2 separate regions of the Gossypium hirsutum genome follow, and region 2 is linked to region 1. A link is a contact called in public Hi-C data. All regions are on one chromosome and are shown on one strand. The core of a region is the stretch at or near the end of the contact, and the rest is flanking DNA. Distances in the headings are between cores, read along the strand shown.

The links. A called contact is a pair of places that touch in the nucleus more often than the background predicts.
Region 2: a Hi-C map of leaf shows a contact between it and region 1, with 3 times the contacts expected there. The contact joins the promoter of LOC107888696 here to the promoter of LOC107942064 in region 1. A contact is called at or near these places in 10 of 34 Hi-C or Micro-C datasets (callus, hypocotyl and leaf).

Annotation. Positions count from the first base shown.
Region 1 is chrA11:62,538,754-62,543,383 of Gossypium_hirsutum_v2.1, forward strand. It overlaps LOC107942064 (BTB/POZ and TAZ domain-containing protein 4), which reads left to right and starts at 2,125. Exons shown (of 6, transcript XM_016875706.2): 1 at 2,125-2,505; 2 at 2,642-2,969; 3 at 3,396-3,532; 4 at 3,712-4,033; 5 at 4,105-4,421; 6 at 4,538-4,630. The coding sequence starts at 2,703. It overlaps LOC121209910 (a long non-coding RNA gene), which reads right to left and starts at 1,269. Exons shown (of 4, transcript XR_005905093.1): 1 at 738-1,269; 2 at 522-612; 3 at 369-437.
Region 2 is chrA11:63,011,096-63,015,725 of Gossypium_hirsutum_v2.1, forward strand. LOC107888696 (formin-like protein 6) reads right to left here and starts at 2,137. Exons shown (of 4, transcript XM_016812870.2): 1 at 359-2,137; 2 at 61-263. The coding sequence starts at 1,890.

The DNA.
Region 1 (4,630 bases), core at 875-3,374:
TTTAATATTAATATTTTTTGAAATTATAAAAAGTAAATTACTAAAAAAATACACAAATGAACTTAGATAAATATAAGTCTAGATTCATCTAAATGTGAACATCCTTGTAGATTCTTTATGCATGTGAAATAATAATAATTCTTTTATATTATTTTTTGAAACCCTAAAATTTATATTAATATGTATTTTAAAATTTTGAAGACGCACGTCTCTATTTTATTGGTAATTAATAATGTCAATTAGGTACCTAAAAAAGGTACCATATTGATTAATGATTTTCAACTAAATAAAAGTTGTAAAATTCAGAGAATAAAATATACATTAACCCTACTATATCAAAGAGCTAGATAATTTGAGAACAGCATTACCTCTGAAAGTTGAAACAGGAGACCGGTGGAGATGCCCGAAATAGGGGTACATAGAAGTAAACTTTGATGCTGCATTTTGAAAGAATGAAGAAATATCATGTTCGGGAATTTTATTAAGAGATTCAAGAGGAGATGTCATTGCATCTAAATTACCTTGCATGAGAGGATTTCTTCGCCTTTTGCGGCGGAAGCTAGGCTCTGTGTGGAGGCGTTGAGGTTATGCTTAGATCTAAATGTACAAAACCTGGAGGTTGAAGGTGACTCTCTAACAGTCATTAAGAAGGCAACTAAAGATGAAACAGATTCCTCCGAAATATCGGGGTATATGGAAGACGTGAAGAGGCTGAGTAAAGTTTTTCAAAGCTGTACCTTTCTGCATGTGAAAAGATTGGCCAACGAAGCGGCGAACCAGTTAGCCAGGGAAGGTCTTCGGCAAAAATAGGGGATATTCTTGAGGTATGGGATCCCAAGGTTGCGGTGATACTGATTGAGCGAGACCGTAGCTTGTTGGAAGCTCTGGACTAAAACGCACTGGACGATGAAGGATAAAGAAGCAACAAAAGTTTTGACCGCCGCGTTCCCAAGGAAAATGAACAGTTTTCCCCTGGTTTTTGTTGCTTTTGTCGATTTGGTGATGGAGAATTCTAAAACTTATTTTTCTGCTTTGTGAAGCGTCTCCAAAAAGCTTTGCTGGTTTTTTTTTTTTTTGTTAATTGTTGGGGCAATCTGTTGGGCCAGGTCTTGGTGTGTTTATGCTAATTATTCTGGTAGCCCAATGGCATTGTCTTGGGTTTGGTTTTATAAATCCAGCTTATATTCTAAAAAAATAAAAATGGTCATGTTGTCAACTATATAGGAAAAAATTGAATATTTTAGCAACAATTTCCCTTTTTAGAAATTTATGATTTTTAATTTTTTGATATTTTTAATTTTTTTGAACATTTTAAAATTATTGTTAAGAAAAATTCTAAAAATATTAACATGATATTTTAATAATAATTTAAGTGTCAAATTAGTCATTAATCATTTGTGTTAAAATACTGTTGCATCATTTCATTAAGAGGTATTAAAAGTTAAACATTAAAATATAACAATTTAATTATATTAGTAATTAATATGTAATATTTGAAAATTAATAGATGGAAACATAGTTTTAGTCAATGTTTAGTGCCTATTCATGGAGCTTACTTTCTTTTCTTATTATGACCTTATTTTTATAATAATTATATTTTTTATTTTAGCTTTTTATGGATACTACGAAACAATACATTATACCTTGTTATCTTTTTTGAGCTAATGATAATGTTTTTAATAAATTTTTTATTTTAATATTCTTAATTATAATATTTATTGTTAATTCATTTCTTTCAAATAATAGTTAATAATTTTTTTAATTTTATGTAAATACATAAATAAATATAATTTAAATATAATAATGACGTAAATTAATTTATTTTATCAAATATATAAAATTTAATTTAATATCCTTAGTAGTTATTTTTTCCTTCTCATTATAATTACATCACTCTTATATTTTATTGTTGATTGTAACTTCATTAATATAATATTTAATTTATTATTTTACCGAAATTAATTTCACCTAAGGAGGAATCAAATCCCCCAATGAAGCACAAAAGTAAGGGCAAAACGGCTTTGTGTAGAACAATTTTTTACTCCCGCCCCACACCGTCCACGTAACTAACCAAAGCAACCAACCATTAAAATAGAAGCGCCCGACCACCCGTTGTAAAAAGTAAAACGGAATTTGTCCAAAACCATTCATTTTTTTTCATTGAAATCAAGCGCGTGAAGTGAGCAAGAAGAATCGTGCATGTTATACTCGCACATAAATGTTGATTTTATTTTTATTTTTAAATATTAAATTCCTTGGCGGTTTTTTCCGGTTCACTTTTTTTCCGGCCTCTGCACCCGAATTGGTGGCGGTGGCAGTGGCGGAGGAACTGATAGATCGTTGCCATCTCCATTCTTCTCTTTTTCTTGCTTTCTCTTTTTCATATAATTAAAAAGAGTTCATTTTCTTCGAGATTCGTTGGAGATTTTGTACGGAAACATGTTAATTTCTTCTTATTGATTCTGCATTTTCCAAATCCCAGACACTTTTGATTTAGATTAAAAGGTGAGTTTTTTCTTGAAAACCCATGTTTTAGATTTCATTAATCTTTAATTTTGGTCATGTTTCTATAAATATGCAAATTGAAACTTGTGATTCTGTGTTGCTCATCGAAGTTTCTGCTATTTCATTCTTTTGTCAGATCAAATAAAAAAAGAACCTGAGTTTGATTGTCATTGAATGCCTTCCAAAAGTGAAAGTTAATGGGGAAGATGGAAGAATGTATTACAAAGCAAACTTGTCGAGGTGCCAATAAGGTTTTTCCAGCGCCACCTCCATTACCTGGTCCAGCTAAAAATTGTAGGCGGAAGGGGTCACTAATGAAGAATGGGTCAGCCATAAGAGGAAACAATTGTGCCGCGACAGCAACCAGGGCTTTGTGGGATAGGCTCTTTGATGGAGGCTATAAAACTGATGTTATCATTAAAACTGATAATGGTGGCATTATCTGTGCGCATTCTAATATTGTTGTAAGCGCTCCTTGTCTTTTCTATCTTTAATGATGAAATTAATGGACGTTATGCTTTGAGCAATACCCTTGTTATTTGAACAATCTCGATTCCGTATATTGTTGATTTAACCAGGCATTTTTTTATGGTTTGGTTATACAACTTAATTTTATATATCAGTTTTAGACCATAGATATTGGAAATGAAATCCCATTTGGTGGAATGCGACATTGATTCATTTAGCTCATGAGCAAGTTGTTATATTTTTTTAGCATAACCAGCAAAAGGAAAGCCACATTTGCCCCCTTAATCCTTGTAGGATCGAGTTGTTTAGTGTTTTAATGTACAAGAAAATAAAGCTAATAGCAACTATTTAGCAATTTGGACATGGTGTCTTGAACAAATTTATTGACTCAAATCCCTTCACTGGATCTTTTTTGCTAACAGGGCATGGCTTCTCCTGTACTAAGAGGCATGTTGAAACAAGCAAAAGGATTTGGTCACAGAAGACCAATTTCAATCCACATCCATGGTGTTCCACAAGATGCAGTTCGGGCTTTCATTCGATTCTTGTACTCTTCCAGGTAACTTCTCTTTTGCCTTGGAAGACTTTTGGTCGAATTCAGTTTTGTGAACCAGTAAGTCCTTGGCAATTACTAGTTACCTTCACACTTTGAACTTGTTGTCAGTGTCACTGAGATCATGTGGTTACATCATGCATTCATGCCGGCATGTGCTAATTGTTATTGGTTTTGATCTGTAGTTATGAGAAAGAAGAAATGAAGGAATTTGTGTTGCCATTGTTGGTGATGTCACACACATATGTTGTTCCTCAGCTGAAGCGAGCTTGTGAACAGCAACTTGAGCATGGCTTGCTTACTATAGAAAATGTAGTTGATGCCTTCCAGCTTTCATTACTGTGTGATGCGCCTCGACTAACGCTGATCACTCACCGTATGATCATAATGACCTGCAAGGCCGTTCGCGAAACTGAAGGGTGGAAAGCAATGAAGAAGAGCAATCCAGCACTTGAAAAAGAACTTCTTGAATCCATGATGGATGAAGAACATGGGAGGGATATCATGGTAAGGCTGCTTCACCTTGTAACCTTGGGTTCTAGCAGTTTGACCTAAATCTCTAAATGCAAATTTTGCAGATGCAAAAGGAGAAAAACAGGAAATCAAATGAGCAGAGGATCTACCTTCAATTATGTGAAGCAATGGAGGCTCTTGTTCACATATTCAGAGATGGTTGCAGGACAATTGGACCACATGATAAGGATTTGAAAGAACACCAAACACCATGCGATTATGGAGACTGTTGCAAAGGGTTAGAATTGCTTGTTCGCCATTTTGCTAGTTGCAAGTTGAGAGTCCCTGGCGGCTGCATTCATTGCAAAAGAATGTGGCAGCTACTGGAGTTACATTCCCGTCTCTGCACTGATTCAAATTCGTGCCGAGTTCCTTTGTGCAGGTACCTTTTAAAATGCCAAATTTAAGACGATATGGTTGATGCCAATTTGATCTCTTAAATAACCAATTGCATAAATAAGATATTTGTCAATATTGAAACCCAACCTTCCAATTCAGGAACCTCAAGGAGAAGATCAGGAAACAAAGCAAGAAGGACGAAATCAAGTGGAAATTACTTGTGAAAAGGATATTAAGAACAAAGAGAATTGG
Region 2 (4,630 bases), core at 887-3,386, 470 kb after region 1:
AATTGCTGTGTTTTAAGAACAAATGATAGAAAATAGAAAAGAATGATAGCCATGACATACCATCTAAAAGAGCTTCTGACACTTCATCTCTTGTTACATTCAGTGCTCTCAACAGTATGGCAATGTTCTGTGACTTCTTTGAATCCAAAACTCTGTTTTCCTGTTTAACAGGAGGCAGAACTGATCTTCTAATAGGTTCTTTTGGTGGTGCTGCTGTAGTTGAATTGCAGCCAAATAGAGTCTCCATCATGTCCTCATTCAATCTGTAAACAAGCAAACAAAAAATAAATGAAAATTTTCCCATATTGTACTTGAAACGTAATCTACACCCATAAAATGTACAAGTTTTATAACTTACTGAAATGAGCTTGATTTTATCTGGTCCCACACTGTAGCTCTCTCCGAGGTTGCTCGTACTTTGTCCCAGTGCAAAGGCTTCAACTTGGGTTTTGCACTATCCATGTCATCCCCGTCTGTCTTCTCTGAAGAACTGACACCTTTGTAACTAACCACCTCTTCCATGGACTTTCTAGCCCCACTCACTGCACTGTTTTTGGGACTTGAGGTCCGAGATTCATGCTTTTTCAACAGTTGGGCAGGTTTTGGAGTCACATTGGTCTTCAAATTCCTTACTGACCTGGGTACTGACAGTTTTACGGCTGCTGGTGGCGGCATAGGGGGTGGTGGCGGTGGCGGAGGTGGAACAGGAACTTTTGTCCTTTGTGGGGATGAATTGTTGCTAATTGATCGAAGTAGCGCCATATTTGGAGGTGGTGGAGGAGAGGAGAATTTCGGCCTTTTTGCGTGAGTAAATTCCTGAGTCTCATGCGGCTCCGGTCCTAGACCTTGTGGTTGTTGAAGGGGTAGCGATGTTGGCGACGGAGGATGTGGAGAAGGTGGCTGCTGCTGTTGCTGCTTTATTGAAGGTATAATAACATGCTTCATTTCCGGCGAAGAAGCTAAAATCCTTGTTTTGGGAGAAGTTCTTTTAGAACAAGGAACAGAATTTGTTTTCCCATTCATTTCATTCCTCGACTGAGTCACCAAATTGCCATTAACCCGACGCGAAACCGGAGTGTAATAGCTTTCTTCATTGCTGATCGTTGAGCCCTGAGGGGTATAAAAAGCCGTCCCCCGAGACTCTTCATCTGAAGAAGACGAAGATGGAGATGGCATTGCCGTCGGTGAATTCTCAAGCCCAAGAGGTTTAGCCAATGGAGGCAATGGCTGCAATTCCGGGCTCGGCCTATATCGATCCGACCTCCTCACTGAATTCAACTTACCATAAGGCGAACCATTAGCTCCACCATTCACTTCACCCACCGATCTCCTGCTGGGCTCCACGGTTCCAATGTAAAGAAAGCTGGAGGGTGGAACCCTAGAGTCTTCTTGCGACCTATCGGAGTTCCCTCCAACAAGCCTCTTTCGCGTTTCCCCAGGGTGTTTAGCGACCCGGTGACGGTACAAAAAGAAAGCAAGCCCCGATAGCATTCCCAAAGTGACAATCCCAACAGAGACGGCAATTGCAACCTTTTTAGCTGGTTTGGCAGGCTGGGTTGCGGTTGGGATTGACATCGAGCCATTAGTAGGCGCAGATGGTGGGGTAGGCAGTTGATTCTGATCTGCGGTCTGCCCTGGTCCTGAAGGAACTTCAGGGAAGAATGGCTGACTTGGGTCTGGATAAACAGGACTATCTGGAGCCGGCGGAGACGGTGAAGGTAAAAAAGTGTCAGCGCCTGGAGGCGGAGATGAACCAACCGAAAACAACGGTTGGTGTAGAATTCTTCTATGAAAAATGATAAAATCTTGAATTACAGAAGAAGAAGACGACAAGAACAATGAAAGCAAGAAGAAAAAAAAAGTGAAATGTGGATGAGATCTCAATCTCATTGTGAAAATTTCAGGGTCGAAGATTCATCTCTGAAGGGGGGAAAGGACTTTGTTTCTCTAACTGTTGGACCCTTTAGCCAAAAATGCATAACACAGCAAACTAAAAGGACGAAAATTATACTAAAAATATGAGTACTGCTGTTTTAGACTGCGGGGGAAGCTTCTTTCTGCCTCTAGATTTGGATGCTACATGAGATCGGCAATAGTCGCATCTTTTATTTTTTATTTTTAATTAATTATTCGGACTGTACTGGAATGACACCTGCTATTTTAGAGGAATAGCAAATCAACTATGGTATTCGGGGGCTGTTTTCCAGGTAAATGGACGATTATGCCCCTATAAATGGTGGGAATTAAAGGACCACGTTAATGTCCTTTTCTGTCCGATTATTTTATGGAATTGTTTCTTCTTTTGTCGTGACCCAGATATATATGCCACATATTTCATTAATCTATTATCTCTTTTTGCCCTCTTTACTGTGAATCGATAAAAATAACGGTTGGACTCTGAACTGTCGACTGAAAAAATTGTTAACATGAGCCGAACCGGACAAATGCCCACCTAAATGTCTCAGTTTTCTACCCATCTCAATATCTTTTAATCAGGAACAATACAAAAAGTAAAAAAAATTAAAAAAAAAAAAAGTCCCCCCATCATCAACACTCAGCCCTCTGCTCACCTTCCCCCCTGTTCGCCCTTATCTGCTTCAGATCAGTGGTTCTTGCCCATCCACTCAATCCAAACATAATAGGAAGAGTGGAAGAAGAACTCAGCAAGTGTGAAAAACAAAAGTTTTAGGTTCTAAACGAAATCACAATAGAAATTAATAATATAAATTTATGATTTGAAAACTGAAAAGTGAGTGGTGTCTTTAAAAAAAAAAGTGGGTGTGTCAGGAGAAATATTTATTTAAAAAGAATATACAAGATAGCTGTCAACAACTATTTTATTTGAAATAATATCTATCCTATTTTAAACAATCCAATTAAAAATCAATTAGTTGTTCAATTTCATCATTAATCCAATTTTAAAGTCATAACTACGTCAACGTCAGTCTACGGTGTGAGTAAAATATAAGATTATTAATGAAATTTATTCTCCTAATCTGAAATTTACAAATGGTAAGAATATCAGATATTCCGAAAGGAGTAATTCTTTTGTAGGTTTATTATTATTATTATTATTATTAACTTTGACTGTTTTGTGGATAGTAAGCCTGAAGTGAATAGAAATTTTAACCAGAGGAAAAAAAATAATTTTAGTAGGAAAGTTCTGTATAGAAAGCTAATGTACAAATAAGTAATGGAAGAAATTTAATTTTTTTAATTAATGGTCTTAAATTTAATTATATATAGATATAAATTACTTTAAAAAGGTGAAATTAAATGTTCCCACAAGTTACATCCGGTTGTCTTTGAAAAACAAATTTTCCAAAAAAGTCTAGCATAACTTATCTGTTTACCATATAAATTCAATTTATAAAAATTAAAACAGTAAATTTTATATATAATTAATTTGTTTGAACAAAACATCCAATCCAAACAAAACCACATGTATAAAATTGGATCATAAATTTAACTAAAAATATACCTCCTCGATTACAATATGATATTAAATAGTATGGTTGGTTGGTATCAGTATTATAATTAATGTAAGATAATGTGAGTTTAAATACGTTAAAATATATTTATTCTCCAATTTAAAAGTTGAAAGATTAATTTCTTTATTAGACTAAAAAGAAGGAAAGTTGTTTAGATCATATTCTTCAAAAATTGAAAACTAAATAATTTCAACAATTTCTCTAAATTTACTAATTTAGTCATCTTCAATTTTCGTTCAAAACTTAAAAAGAATTGTATAAAAAATAAATTTTATTTCAAAATATTATAAATCTAACCTTAATGATGATGCAATTTTTTTTTTGTTGTCTTTGGGAGGTTGCTTTAGTGATTGGCTTGGTGGGTTGTCTCTGATTGGATGAGTAAGGATGGTGACAAATTCGATTATACATGATGGTCATAACAGTTAATAATAATACTTATAAGAAGAATAATAATGGCAAGTTTGTTAACGAATAAACGTAAAATGTACGAGAAGAATTAGAGAAATATGTAATTTCGGAAGCCCAAAATATAATGTACTAAAAAAGTATGATGGAGTCGGACTCACTTGGTATAGTTGGTTGAGGGCCATATGTGGGGGACATGCTCCCGCCTCCATTCCCCTTTTCTTTTTATTATTCCTTTTCTTCTTTTTTGCTCTGCTGATGTACTGCGTTTTATTTTAATTGCAAGCCAATATTACCCCTGCTCTTTCCTAATAATTTCTTAGACTTTTGCTCTTAATTTTCTATAATTATTGATTTATTTTAAATTATAAATTGTTGGTAAAGGTTGCAATTTTGGGGTTTTTGAATGTTGCATTTGTGGGTTTTCATTCCAAATTTTGTTATGTTTAAATTTATTATAATCTAAATCCAAATATATTTTGATTATCAATTTATATATTTAATAATTTAATTGTAATAATAATTATATAAATGTATTGATGGTCATGCTATGAAGTCTAATATTATACAACTTGCTTGCAATCGAGAATTGTATTTATATTTTCAAAAAATTATATTCTCTAAAAACTAATCATTGACGTAATAGGTTTTTTTTTTAATGAACGTAATAGTAATTAAATGACTTATTTTGGGTTATTTTAATCAGTCTTAAACCCCTCCTATATTCTCCC